Regions from separate parts of the Mus musculus genome. Here all the other regions are linked to region 5. The links are chromatin contacts, called in public Hi-C, HiCAR-type and promoter capture Hi-C maps. All regions are on one chromosome and are shown on one strand. The core of a region is the stretch at or near the end of the contact, and the rest is flanking DNA. Distances in the headings are between cores, read along the strand shown.

Evidence for each region. Promoter capture Hi-C pulls out the DNA fragments that hold promoters and counts their contacts. Hi-C and Micro-C count contacts between places; a contact is called where the count stands out from the background. HiCAR-type assays count read pairs that join an accessible place to other places.
Region 1: a contact with region 5 is called in a promoter capture Hi-C map of liver, with 4 times the contacts expected there. The contact joins the promoter of Stat1 here to the promoter of Gtf3c3 in region 5. A contact is called at or near these places in 2 of 39 promoter capture datasets (both in liver) and 1 of 484 Hi-C or Micro-C datasets (B cells).
Region 2: a promoter capture Hi-C map of hippocampal neurons shows a contact between it and region 5, with 2.6 times the contacts expected there. The contact joins the promoter of 4930558J18Rik here to the promoter of Gtf3c3 in region 5.
Region 3: a contact with region 5 is called in a HiCAR-type map of astrocytes, with 3 times the contacts expected there. The contact joins the promoter of 9130024F11Rik here to the promoter of Gtf3c3 in region 5.
Region 4: a Hi-C map of B cells shows a contact between it and region 5, with 5 read pairs. The contact joins the promoter of Nabp1 here to the promoter of Gtf3c3 in region 5.

What each region holds. Positions count from the first base shown.
Region 1 is chr1:52,118,013-52,120,779 of GRCm38.p6, forward strand. It overlaps Stat1 (signal transducer and activator of transcription 1), which reads left to right and starts at 1,426. Exons shown (of 25, transcript NM_009283.4): 1 at 1,426-1,611; 2 at 1,900-2,060.
Region 2 is chr1:57,376,102-57,378,801 of GRCm38.p6, forward strand. It overlaps 4930558J18Rik (RIKEN cDNA 4930558J18 gene), which reads right to left and starts at 1,443. Exons shown (of 4, transcript NR_037999.1): 1 at 1,304-1,443. 1700066M21Rik (RIKEN cDNA 1700066M21 gene) reads left to right here and starts at 1,519. Exons shown (of 2, transcript NM_028546.1): 1 at 1,519-1,845. The coding sequence starts at 1,570.
Region 3 is chr1:56,970,109-56,972,854 of GRCm38.p6, forward strand. 9130024F11Rik (RIKEN cDNA 9130024F11 gene) reads left to right here and starts at 1,361. Exons shown (of 2, transcript NR_024326.1): 1 at 1,361-1,663. Satb2 (special AT-rich sequence binding protein 2) reads right to left here and starts at 1,226. Exons shown (of 11, transcript NM_139146.2): 1 at 1,004-1,226.
Region 4 is chr1:51,477,070-51,479,769 of GRCm38.p6, forward strand. It overlaps Nabp1 (nucleic acid binding protein 1), which reads right to left and starts at 1,330. Exons shown (of 6, transcript NM_028696.3): 1 at 756-1,330; 2 at 409-547. The coding sequence starts at 846.
Region 5 is chr1:54,437,666-54,440,368 of GRCm38.p6, forward strand. It overlaps Gtf3c3 (general transcription factor IIIC, polypeptide 3), which reads right to left and starts at 1,361. Exons shown (of 18, transcript NM_001033194.3): 1 at 1,148-1,361; 2 at 167-278. The coding sequence starts at 1,249.

The DNA.
Region 1 (2,767 bases), core at 176-2,675, 2.3 Mb before region 5:
TCAGCACCCAATTGATCCTAGATTTTAACATGAGTTAGTGACTCCTCAAAGAATTTGAGAATACAGATGTTGGCTTAGAGGACTTTTCAAAGAGAACACTGCTGGTGAGAAGATTGAGTTTGGGGAAAGAGTTTTGCTTATTCAAAGAATAAAAATGCTGTACTAAGCAATGAAAACAGAGTAGCACAAGCTGAGATTAAAGAAAGTGATAGGGGAACATGGCTTTAGAGAATATATTGAGAAATTTGAATTGTCTAAGACCAAGCAAGAAAAGCCATCATGAAATTTTTAGATTGGCATGACATGATCAGCATTGCAATTAGATTTAAAAAAAAATCACCCAAATGAGTGTATGGCAGATAAATTAAAAGGGAGTGAAAAGCCAAAGTCAAGCAGTCACCAGAAAAGCCACAGCAATGATCCAGGTAAGAGGACGGGGTGGTGGAAGAGGTAGAAACAGGAGCTAGACCAACCGAGGCTCGAGGACCAAGTGTCCGGGACTAAATGGGCAACGTCTATGGCTTGGCCCTCATCCGTTCCAGACTAAGACGGGGTATGAGGAGGAACCTGTGTTTTGAGTACAGTTGGTTTACAGACTCAGTAGATATCCAAGGACAGGGTAACTGTGACACTTGGAAGAAAGCAGTGGGTGTGTATACATCTAGGAGTGCTCCAGGACATGGAAGTTACAGGGACAGTCATCAAAGGCACAACGGGAGAAGGGTAGATAAGAGACTCACATTCTGGTTTAGTAGTTTAATAATGGAGATGGGGGACAGAGGGATGTCCTGCGAGAAAGGAAGAAGCAAAGAGGTCCTGTCATCATGATGGCTAAGCGGGACAAAAGTTTCGGTAATGGAGGTGTCAATTGTGTAAAGCTTTATTTTTCTTAAACATATTAGTTAGAATTATTTATTTTATTTCATGACATTTTTGTTTTGCTTGCGTGTATGTGTACTTCTTGCAGGCTTGGTTGACGTCAGTGGAGGTCCGAAGAGGGCACTAGACTCCTGGAACTGGAGTTGGGAACCATTACGCAGGCACTGCAAATCCAAGCCCTGTCCTCTGCAAGAGCAAGTTCTCTGTAGCTGCTGAGTTAAAGGCAAGTATTGAATGTTTTCAAATTGGTAAATTAAGCTCCCTGGCTTTAGTAGCGTGAAGGTTAATCTCTAGTCCCCAATTCTGAATCCCGCAGTGATGCGCCTACTTAATGCAGGATCTCCAAGACTGAGCTTGCGCAAGCCTATAGTTTCCAACCTTGTAAACACAACCCCCTGTCTGCGGTTTGCACCGCACAGCGGCGCCCCAAGTTTCGCACGCCGGGTAGGGAGCGCGCGGACCAGGAAGGCCAAGCAGCCGAGGGGGGGGGGACGGTGCGCTGATGGAACAGCCGGCCAATCTCTGCCGCTGATTGGCTGAGGCGGAAGGAGGCGGGACGCCCTCTAGCCTTTTTTCCTGCCCGGTACTTTCGGTTTTCAGCGCCGAGTCTGTCAAAGCTCCCTGGAGACCTCCGGGACCGCGCCCCTCAGACCCACTTGGGACACTGCTGAGCGGCGCAGAGAGATTTGCCCAGACTCGAGCTCCTGCGTGCAGTGAGTGAGTGAGAGCCAGGTGCGGATCCGGGTGCGGGTGCGGGTGGAAGTGGGGCGCCCTCTCCTCGGACCTGGGGTCTGCTGCCCACAGGTGACCTGTCATCCCGCAGAGAGAACGCCAGGAGCCGGATCGCTTGCCCAACTCTTGGCGCTGCTTGGCTCTCTTATCCTGCCGTTCTCACTTCTAGGGTAAAATGACTTGTGCAATAGACATTTCTCCCGGAAGACACTGCACCTTCCCGCTTAACCTTTGCTCGCCTTGCCTCCAGCCCCTTTCCACCACTGTAACATTTTCTTCTTTTTGCAGTCGTTTCAGCTCTGCTCCATACCCTGAGCCGGCGCCACGCCGCCGCGCATGCAACTGGCATATAACTTGCTGTGTGTGGTGATTGCTTGTGTTGAATCCCGAACCTGCACCCGGAGACAGCCCAGTAAGTCTACGTGGGAACGGAAGCATTTGGAATCTCAGTATGTATCAGCCCTTACCGGTTTTCTGAAACTTAAAGGTGGTATTTAGGTTCCGCAGAACCACTAATGGTATAATCACTATCTAAAATACTCCCGAACACTACCTAAAAGTTTAGGGATAGGTGAATGGATGGGTGAAGATTGCTTTTATCTGGCAGGAATGACTTGAGCCCTGATTGATCAATGAGGACTCAGACTTGTAGGTTCATCATGGGGTTTGCCTTTTGCTTTCCTACGCCTTCTGATACATACAAGGTTTCAGCGGAACAAACGGTTCTGTGCTCAGTAACACTTAGGCTATATGCCCGGCGCTGTAGGGTCCAGAGGACGCTGATAGCAAAATATATCCCCTCAGAGGCTCTGATGCGTGCAGACAGCAAGCTTCCTGTGGAAAGTTCATGCGCTAAAAACCGTGCAAATGGCAGCCTGGTACAGGCCAAAGAAAGTTATGTGTGGGAGGGATAGACAGTTTTAGGAAGAAGTACCATCTATACGGAATTCTGCTAGATTGTTGGAAACAATGTGGTCTGTGCAGAACGGGCTAGACCGGGAGGATAGAATGTTTGTTGGAGGCATGAAAACAGGAAAGAGCCAACTCCAGACTCTGAGCCAGGTGTTTAAGGACTGTCTTGCCAGTCTCAGGTTTACAGACATGCCACAGTGGTGGGCTGGAGTCCTTTCCAATGGTATTTGAAATGGCGGCTTGC
Region 2 (2,700 bases), core at 193-2,692, 2.9 Mb after region 5:
ATGGGTCTGTGGGGGCCATTTTCAATCAAAACACCTCAGTTACATTTATTATGTCAGATAGAATCTAACAGTTTTTGTCAAAGTAATTGGTAAAGCATACCTCTATAAAGACACTAAGAAAATGTACAGAGCAATTATACTTTGTTAACAAATACAAGAAATTTAAAATTAGAATAAGGCTTGGGATATGACCTAGTTGGTAAGGTGCCTGCCTCTTTCCCCAAAGCATGGGGGCTGAATTGGATCCCCAGCATCCACAAAACAGAGAACCCAGTAGCTGGGAAGTTAGAAACAGGCAAACCATTGGGGGCTTCTTGGCTAGCCCAGTCTAGCCTAATCCATGAGCTTCAGGTTCAGCAAGATGCTGTCAAACAATAAACTAATCAATAAAAAATTTTAAAAGATGGAGTGTGAGGAATGTACTGTGATACAAAAAAACTGCTCTCACCTTAAAGATGAGCCACATATCAGTTAGCTCAAGTTTTACAGTATCAAAATAGAAAATATTATATAATTTAAGACTTTGAAAATAAGATAACAGACAGAAAATTTCTGCTATAGGCCTCTAATATAAGTCTTAGCTTCTGGGCTGGTGGAAGCTAAGCTAATACATTTCAAAGGTTTCATCTGATACTCACTAGTATGCTGGCTGTTTAGGTACACAGGTTAGCTAGGAAAGGCTATTAATTAAAAGAGCGAAAGACAGCTCAAGATAATTTTTAATCAGGGTTTGAACTTACAACATAATTTCTCCCCAGTCATTTAAGTTCTAATCAGCTAATCACTCCTGCAGAAACTTCAAGTTTCAACTTCTTTCCAGGAATCTCCTTTACACCCAAAGTCACTTCAAGCCCACAGCAGCAAACAGATGCATGTGCGTGTCCGATGTGCACACACAATGTTAAAACAAGATTCACTTTTCCCACCTTTAGCATAAATTTGGCCCAGTCCTATTTCTACACAACTTTAAGTAAGAAGTTGCTATTTCCACGACTTTCCTATACTTTTCAACGTGGTTTCAAAACCCTAAATCGGAAATTCGATAAGCTGTAAACACCCCTACAGTAAATGTGTGAACAAGTAGGCCTTTTCTCTATCTTCCCTAAGGTAAGTGTCCAGCTCTCTCTCTCTACCAACTAGGAATGTGCTAGACTTGGTGTGGAGCCAGAAATTCCCTAACTAGGTAACTTCGGGACATAGGGGATTCTTTTCATTCTGAGCAAGTACAAGACTTTCAGAACCATTCTTCTTTACCTTGGACTAAATTAACAAAGACACATCTTCACCGTGAGGATGAACCTACCAAAGCTTTTATACAGAACCCGAGGAAACTCTGACCCTGAGCAGCTGCTGCTGTGCATGGGCCCAACCTGCGGGCTCTTCCACGTCCGTTCGAACTTCCCGGCCGGGGCTGAGTCCGCCAACCACAAACGTCCTTCCTCCAGCCGCGCCCTCCGCTCCCCCTCCCTCCGGACGCACGCGGCGTGCTGACGTCACGGCGACCGAAGCCGTTGGGCAGCCGAGGCCCCGCCCTCGCTGCCGGGTGAGCGGCCCTGGCGGCTCGAGCCCATGCTGGGGTCGCGGCGTCTGCGGTCCCCCGCGCTGGTGCTGCTGCTGCTGCGGCCGCTGCTCGCTTCCGGAGACTCCGCGTCCCGCCTGCAGACCCGAGCCATGAACCCGGGCGGCGGTGAGCGGGGCTCCCCGGAGGACAGCCACCGTCTGCAGCGCTCCACGGTGCCGGGCTCCGACCCGCAGCGCAGCAACGAACTGCTCCTGCTGACATCCCGGGAAGGAGATTCCCCGGAGCAGCGGCACCACGTCCTCTACTTCCCTGGGGACGTGCAGGTAACGCGGGGCCAGGCCTCCCCGACACGCCCACACGGGTTCTCATACGATGGGGGTGCGGGGCGCGCCCCCGTTCCTGCCAGAGCCCCATCCGGGGAAGGGGCCTTGGAGGGCCACGGTCTCCAGAGAGCGGCTGTCAGTCCAGGTGCCACTGGGTGGAAGGAGAGGCGCGACAGGGAGTGGGACAGCCACGCACAGCTCCAGCCTGCTCTCAGAGGACTGTGTGTGTGCTGGGCACTGGACTGTTTAGAAAACGCTGACTGACCAAATAAAATACATCCGTTGCTAAAGTGACCTTTCCAGTAACCCTAAAACACAGCAGTGGAAGGGATGCAATCGTCAAGAATGCTAATGATACTGAGAGGCCCATTTGAATTCAACTCATCTGTGTGCTTCCTGTTACTGGTTTTTATAGCTGCAGACATACGTCTTTGCTGAAGCTGTCCTGGAAGCTGGGTTTTAATGTAAAACTGCATCGTGCAGTGGATACATTAGCCGCGTGAGAGTATCTGAACAAGTTAAAATGAAAAGGCAGCGTTCTCTGTCTCACTAGTTGTATTGCCAAGTGTTGAGTCACCACAGGTGACTTGCTTGTACCCCGTTGGACAGCGCAGATACAGTTGGCATTTACATTGAAAATCAATTATCCCAGAGCGTTGTTAGCACTAGGGTAGATATTCAAGTTAGAATATAGCTAGATGGTTTCCTCATACTAGAAAACTGTTATTGTTTTGAAATTGGTGCTTTAAAATGATACACCAAAAAATCTATTTTCTCTTGCTGTTTTCTCTCAAATCAGTTGACTTGACTAGTTGACTGCTAATGGAAACTAGCAAAAACCCAAATTTAGGTTCA
Region 3 (2,746 bases), core at 111-2,610, 2.5 Mb after region 5:
TGTCTCAGGTCCCAAGAGTTAGCCCTCAGTTGTGTGGACAGAGTCGGACCTCGAAGCCTTTAAGCAGTACCCCATTCATTGCGGGCAGCGCTGGCATTATCCTCTCTTTGATAAAGAGCCACCACCACCATAAGCCCCACTTGGGGTGTCAGGGTTTTGAAAGGAGCGTACTTATGGGCGAGAGGTCCCACCAGGCCAGGGAGGGAGCAAGGACTTACACGGGTCCTTAAGCAAATTAATTGCTTGATAAATGCGCTGTGGATGGCCAAGCTGGATCAATGGATCCATGGAATCCCCACCTTTTACCTTTATGGACCAAGTACACTTGTGTACACAAACACACACCTTTGCACACAAAAAAATTAACTATAATTTCACGTGAGCGAGCATCCCAAAACACTCTGAGATTTGGAAAGGCTACCCTCCATCCCAGGATCACAATTATTATTTGGGAGCATTCTTATCTTCATCGTATCCTGGATGTGGTTGTTGTTTTTTAAGCCATTAAGCGTACAACATAAGAGAAAGAAATCTTGATTCTTAGGTACAGGAGCAGGCTTCATTAATCCTAATTTCTAAATCTGGAAAGTTTTTCTCGAGGTCCCTAGGCGAGCAGTGCTCCATACTCTTCAATTTTGGAGGAGTGACCCGGAAGAAGGGAAAACACCTGATGAAACGGCGCCCACATTGTCACTGAAACCCATGAAAGGAACCCCTAATACACCAGGGGCTCTGAGAATCCTCTAAGAGCGCTTTGGACGCGGGAGAAGCCTAGTCGCCACGAGTCCAGACGAGGTGGTGGTGGGGGACAGAGAGGAGTTAAGAAGAATGCGAAAGATGTAGGGAGTGCTCGGAGGGGTTGCCAGTGAAGGCTCCACCGCACTTCCCGGCTTCGCCTAAGCGCGCGTGAGAGCCAGAGCCCCAGAACAGCCGGGGAACTTAGCGCGCCCAGGGCTTCCCGAACTACAGGCGCCGCGTGGGAGCCCTCGCCCAGCGTACTTACTGCTCACGGTCTGTCTGAAACTTGGCTGGCTGGGGCTCTGTCCATGGAGCAAAAGTAGAGAATCCAGGGTGGAAAGTTTTTGGTGAATTGTAGTGTTGTCCTAGTCTTCCTTTCTCTTTCCTCCTTCCCCTTTCCTTTTCCTCTTCCCCGGTCCTAGCGTTTAAGGTCCTGGGTCAGGGTGTCTTCTTCTGGTTCGGAGATGGTTGTTATGATGATGGGGGCGGGGGGCAGTGAGGGAGGAGGAGGAGAGGGAAAGGAGGACTCCTCCAAAGGGGCACCAGAGCGAGCGGGGGAGGGGACGGCGGAGGAGGGGGGGGGGAGAGGGGGCTGAAAGAGCCTTTCACACCTTCGGGTAGAAGACCGGTTCTGGAGAGAAAGGGCTGAGGACTGGGAGGCTGCGGCGGCTGCTGGCTCCTACAGCCGCTAGCTCCAGAGGAGGCGCGGCCAGAGTCGCGGGGACGTTGCCACCAAGAGCGGGGAAGGTGCGGAGACCCCGGACCGCGCGCAAGAGAAAACGCGGCGGCCGCACAAGCTGTCACCTCCAACCTCTCCCCTCGCGGCTGCCTCTGCCAGAAGCCAGAGCCGGACTCACTGACAAGCCGCAGAGAGAAAGACACTGAGAGGGAGATGATTATTAGTTGCGTTGAGTCATCAGGCAAAGTGAGTCCTTTTGGGTTGTCCTCGGTTTCCGATTTCTCCCCCTCCCCCTTTCGGTCCCCAGATCTAGCGCCTTCAAAATAATAATTTGGGGTGGGGGTAGGGGATGTCTCTGGGTTATTTCGGGATGGGAATGGGGGGGACGGATCTAAACCCAAGCCAGACTGGTCCACCGCAATGAAGGAGGGGAGTGGGGGGCGGGGAGGAGGGCTGGGGAGGTTGCGGGGGGAGGGGGGCCCCGCCTGGCAGGAAATTAAACATCAATCAATCAATCGCTGTGAGCACGGCGACCCAAGGAGCCGGGCTGCGGAGGAGGCACAGGGATAGGCGAGGGGGTGGGAGTCAGGGAAAAAGGAGGAAGGGGGGAGTCGGAGGTGGGAGCGGGGTGGCAAGGACCTCATGCACCGGGCGACGAAGGACGGATGGCTGAGGACTGAGTGTGGCGCGAGGCGGTGGCCACGGCCGACGAATGGGTGCGTCTAAGCGCTGACGAACGCCAGGGCCCAGGGTCTGGTCCTCCTCCTTGTAGCAAGTCCAGGGCGCAGCCGCCTCGCCCAGCCCCTAGGCGCACTCGTCCCGGCGCGCAGGCTGCGGCGACTAGGCGGGCGCTCCGTGTCGCGGCTCGCCGCAGAGGCGCAGGCTGGCGCTCGGGAGGCGGCAGAGGCTGCCTCGTCTCCGGGCTCTGTTAATTGCGCCGCCGAGTACTTTCGACTTTGGAGATAGGAGGGCGATCGCCTCCCCCACCCACCGCCTCCGCCCACCACCCACCGCCTCCGCCCCTCGGAGCAACTTTTCTCGGTGCGAGCGAGCTCCCCATCTGCTCGGAGCCGACCGGCCCGGCCCGAAGCGCTCCCGGCCGCGTTTGGGGAAGGCCACTTCTCCCTCAAATCCCGTGCGGCCGCGGGTCCGGAACAATAGCCCGGGTGTCCCGAACGCCTGGAGCGAGACTCCGCCCGTCCGGCTGGCTGTGGGTCCGGCACTGGAGAAAGGGTTGCTCCGTGGGCACAAGGCAGGCTGCATCCCTGCCACTCTCGCCACGCGGGCTACGTTGCGAGCGGCGCAGCCCGAGCTGCCCGGAGGCCAGAA
Region 4 (2,700 bases), core at 80-2,579, 3.0 Mb before region 5:
TGATTAAAAAGGAAATGTGTCCAACTGGTGTGGCACACAGAACTGATTTCCAGGTATATCTCTGTGAGTTCGAGGACAGACTAGTCTATAGAATTGTTCCAGGACAACCAGGGCTACACAGAAAAACCCAGTCTCCAAGAAAGGGTGGAAAGGGTAATGTGATCTTTTATCAGCCTCACTGATAAATGCTCACTGACTTCCACACGGTATTCTCAAAAATAAAATTAACCTTTAAAATTGGAGGGGAGTTAAATCCCTACCTAAAACAAATTAGCTGTGAAGGTGAGCTGCTCCCAGTGAGGTCCACTAAAACAGCTCCCTTCTTGAAGTGGCCCATGGAAGAGCCAAACAACTTCAGAACCCCGAAGTCGGCCAAACCCACACCTACCCCAATTTATGCACACCTACCCTCTGGTCAACCGAATAATATCCCCTGTCTGTATGAGCCCTCCGATCTCATCCCACACAGAAATAGTGATGCTTCCCGTTCTATCAGCTACTTTGCAGGATCTCACTTCATGGCCGTCTTTGGTTTTGGTCACTCGTCCTGTGAAGATTTAAAAATCAAAAAGGGGAGAAGGAAAGGTGTGTTAGATAAGGAGTTCATTCGAGGGAGCTCTTTCACCCTCCTCTGGCTCGCTACGTGACTGACTTCTGTCCCCGGGTAGGATTCTGGGCCAGGAGCACGTGGGGTCGCGGGCGGGGAAGAGGTCCGAGCTCTCGAGGGTGTGGGGCGGGCTGCGGACCTCACTTACCTATCTCCAGGACAATAAAGACGACATTTAAGTTTTTCAGTCCGGCCTTAATGTCTTTTATAAAAAGTGGAGGGTCGTTGACCCCGTGCATACTGAGGCAGGTGCGGCTACGCTTCAGAGACCCACTAGGCAAGGCTTCCCACCCTCGGGGAGGGGCAGGGGCAGAGCCGGGGAGCAACCTGGGGCAAGATTGGCGACCGGGGTCAGGAAGCGGTAATTCAGGGGCCGGGTAAACCAGCCCTAGAGGCACGGAGCCAAAAGAAAATAAAAATGGAAAAGGGAGGGGAAAAAGACTCTCACAAGTTCAAAAAAAACAAAAAACCAAAAAACAAAACCGAAGACGCACTCCGCACCCTGAGCCCGCTCCCAAGTGGGCGGCGAGCAAACCAGCGTGCGCACTGCCGCCTCCGCTAAGGGAAAAGGGATCAGGAGACGGCCCTGCCCGAGTCCCGCTGTCCCTCACACAACACACGCACACGCGCGCGCCCCCTCCGTCCCAGGCTCAGGGAAGGTACGTGACAGCAAAACGGCAAGGCTGTTCACCAACCGCGCAGCCCGCGTCCCAAGCAGCAACTGGCGAACGCTCCCTCAGGCCGGCTTTATTAAGCCGCGCCCCGCCCCTTGTGGCGTCACGCGACGTCACCACGCCCACTAGCACGCCTCTGGGGCGGAACACAGCGCCACTGAGCTCGCAGCTTCCCTGGATCCTCCCCTACTGTCAGCACAAGCACCGCCTCCCGGCCGACCAATGGTCTCTCGGCCACACCCTCCTCCCGCTGGTCGCTCCACGTCTTCCGGGTTTCTGTAGGGCTGGGTCTTTTGGTGCTCCGAGGGAGACCTGGCTTCTTCTAATTCCTCAGGATCCTTCAGTAAGGCCACCTTTGCCCTTCAGTCCCGCGATCACGTGGAACTCAGATGTTCCGAACCCCGTGGTTAGAGCAAGTATGCAGTTGAGAAGGAACGGAGAGAGTGATCGAGCAGGATCAAGGAGAGAGAAAAAAGGGCGAACTAAAGGTGTCCGAGGCTTCCAAGAGAGTGGTTCCCAGTCGCAGGCAACTTGGCGATCAACCTTCGTACTTTAGAGGTGTTTAAATTGGGATCCAGAAACACGAGGTGGTCTTTTTAAAAGTAACTTGTAAATAAACCTCTTTTCATGCTGATAATAGCCATACATAGTTAAGTTCCACAGATATTTCATTTTTTCCTTAACCCTTTTCTTTAAATTGCACTTGGCTTTTATATAACTAAGATGAGTTAACCATACACTGGTGAAGGGGAACCTTAAAACAAAACCTGAAAGGGAGGGTTGTGCTTTGCCACCAAACAAGCTGGAGGCTAATTGTGTGACCTTGAAATTAGTTGGTTAAGCTTCCTAGCCAGAATTTAACAATCTGAACAATAAAACTAGGATCCTTGCCTCATAGAGGATAAAATGGGGTCATAAATAAATTGCCCAAGTACAGTCGCAAATAGATCTGTGATCAGTATTTCTTTTCATCAATTTTCTATTGAAAATAATTACCTGTTATTTAATCTCATGGTGAGTGATAATTTTAACCCCCGTTTACAAGTAATAAAACTCACTAGAGAATAACCAAACTGGATTTCAATTTAGGCAATCTTGACCCTAGGAGGCTTCAACCAGAAGTATTTTATGTTTAAGTAGTATGATTGTAACCCTCCAAAACAGATTGAAGAAATGGGAACAGCAGAGTATATTCTAGCATGTTAGAGAATCATATAAGCAAATACTGTGGAAAATAGAAAATGTATATATCAAAAACACACTTCTTTTTCTTTTTAAGGATAATACCGAGAAACAGCATAGAGAAAAGTTTAAGAATAAATAACAAGCCATGTTAAGAACATTGAGCAGCCTAGAGGTGAAGCACACCTTTAATCCCACCATTCAGGAATCTCAGGCAATCTGTGAGTTCAAGGTCAG
Region 5 (2,703 bases), core at 111-2,610:
AGGACAGCCAGGGCTACACAGAAAAAGCCTGTCATGAAAAACAAACCAACAAACAAAAATAGAATGTTATTACAATAAACATAAAAGCAATAAAAAGTAAAAAGCAAATAGTGTTTTTATCAAATCATTTTACTTAAGTGCTCATTTAAAGCCAGCAGTAACATACCTTCATTGGCGTCTTTGTCCTGGGATTTGGCAGAGTCAATTCCTGATGAGGATGGAACTTCGGAGTCATCTGGGTTTTCTTTGGGTGATGATTTTCCTTTTTCCTGAACACTCTGTGATTGGGAATTAAACAGTTCCAAAAACTAATTCAGATTTAATTCTCTCAGCCTTGAATAGGGCATTTGCCTTATCTTTATAAAAGTTGACCCTCCCCTATGATACGTGGAATCTAAATTTGAATAGTTTCAAAGTGTTCCAATGTACTTAAGTCTTTAGTTTATGTAAGTCATTTGCAAATACAAGTGGAATGATTTTAAATATTTTAATGTCATCAATCTAAGACTTTAAATAAACCATAGGGTTCATAGAAGTCTATGAGTCAAGAAAGAAATCATTAGCTAACTTCAAAAGGGTCAAGAGATCTTTATGTTGGTCCCTTGGCCTTCAAACAAATGAGAAACTATTTAAAGTTCAGATCTTTATTAAAATTTGAAAAAGTAACAGATATCCTCACTATCTGGTTAGTTAGGTTTACTTTTATGTCTAAGAAAAAAAATTACACGGAGACTCCTCAAAAATAGGCGCACCAGGGGTGCATGTAGCTTTGCGATGGGGAGCTTTGTCCAGCAGGCTGGAGGCCCTGAAGTTTGATCCCCAAGACCCCTATACAGACCACAAAAACAAAAGGCCTGGTTCCCACCACCGTCACAACCTAGTTGCAAGATAGGTTTAGAACTAATCAGATCACCCTGTCTGGCTCATCGACTTAACAGGTATTAGGGGGTCGGGGGAGGTTAGCGCCCACCAAGGCTGGCTTTCGGGTGGGGAGATGTCTTTAGAGGCTCTGAGTACTCGGGTGGGAGTGAAAATCGGAAATTTTGGAAGAGGTGAAAGCTGCTGGATCCCGGGCCCACCCTGGGCAACCCACGACTCGGTTTCGGGGAAAACAAGACCGAGGAGCACCGGGGGCCCAGCGGCTCACTTTCTTCTCTCGGGTTTTTCTCTCTTCTCTCCGCCTTTCGAACTCTTCAAAGGAGATTTTCCCTTCCAGGTAGTCGATAAGTTCCGGGCTGAACCCCGACATGTCTGCAGGGCCGACGCTGCGCAGCGGGCCAGGGAAGCTGCAGCACTCCCAGGCTCTGTAGGACGCCTAGGAGAGACCGGACCAGCGTCCGCCCTAGAAACCTTCCCGGCCTGCGCCGCGGCCGCGCACTCTGGTTCCGCCTGCGCTCTAGGCCCCAGGCCTCTTCCCACAGGCAAGGGAGTGTCCAAATGCATCTTTCAAGCGCCAGACTCCCTTAAACTACCAGCTAGAGGAGCCTTTTTTTTTTTTAAAGATGTATGTATTAGTTTGTTTGTTTGCTTGCTTGCTTATTTTATGTATAGGAGTACACTGTCTTCAGACACACCAGAAGAAGGCATCAGATCCCATTACAGATGGCTGTGAGCCACAATGTGGTTGCTGGGAATTGTACTTAGGACCTCCGGAAGAGCAGTCAGTGTTCTTAACCACTGAACCATCTCTACAGGAGACTTTTGATCTGGGGATGCAGCACAGTGGCAGAGCGTTTGCCTGGGTTTCTATCTCTAATGTCAATCAACTTTTATGTCCCAAGTATTCATAAACTTTTTTGTTGTTGTTTTGTTTTGTTTTTTGTTTTTCGAGACAGGGTTTCTCTGTGTAGCCCTGGCTGTCCTGGAACTCACTTTGTAGACCAGGCTGGCCTCGAACTCAGAAATCCGCCTGCCTCTGCCTCCCGAGTGCTGGGATTAAAGGCGTGCCCCACCACGCTCGGCTGCTCTCAAACTTTTAAAGGGATTCTAACTCTTCCCATAGGGCGTCTACTGTATATCTGTTACATACATCTCTCAAAATAATCCTTAGGAACCTATGAGAGGAAAAAAAGGGAGAGGTGTGGGGAGGGTAATAGAACACTTGTAACATGAAAAAGGGCAACACCTGAAGTGGAAAGACTTGAGGTGGGACTTGAGGGGAGAGAGATGGAAGAGAGGGGTCAAAGTGAGTGAGTGAGAGAGAGAGAGAGAGAGAGAGAGAGGGAGAGAGAGAGAGAGAGAGATTATTTTCAACTCCTAGGAGCTCTTGTGATTTGCATTTTATCTTGTATTATAACTATTTCTTTTTCTAGAGACATTACCTATAAACATCAAAGACATTAGTTTATGTGTCATTATTATAAACCTGACTAACCTAATAACATGTATTCAAAACACATTTGTGAGTAAAGTTAGATGAAACTACAAGAGCCTTTGGAACTTTGGGCAAAGTTGAGCTCAGCATAGTCCTGGGTCCAAAGACGAGAGTCTATCTTTGATCATCTTTATGATAATCCAAGCTAAGGAGATCTGTAGCAGGGTTGCAGAATCAGAGGTCAAGACCTGCAAGAGCAGGACTACCAGATAGCAGAAAACTATCTCAGTCACTGCGTTTCTCCTGAGGAGGGATCTTACACAGGCGTGAAAACATACATGAGCAGACGGAGTGTGTTGATGTTATCCCCAGAAACAACTATGAGGATT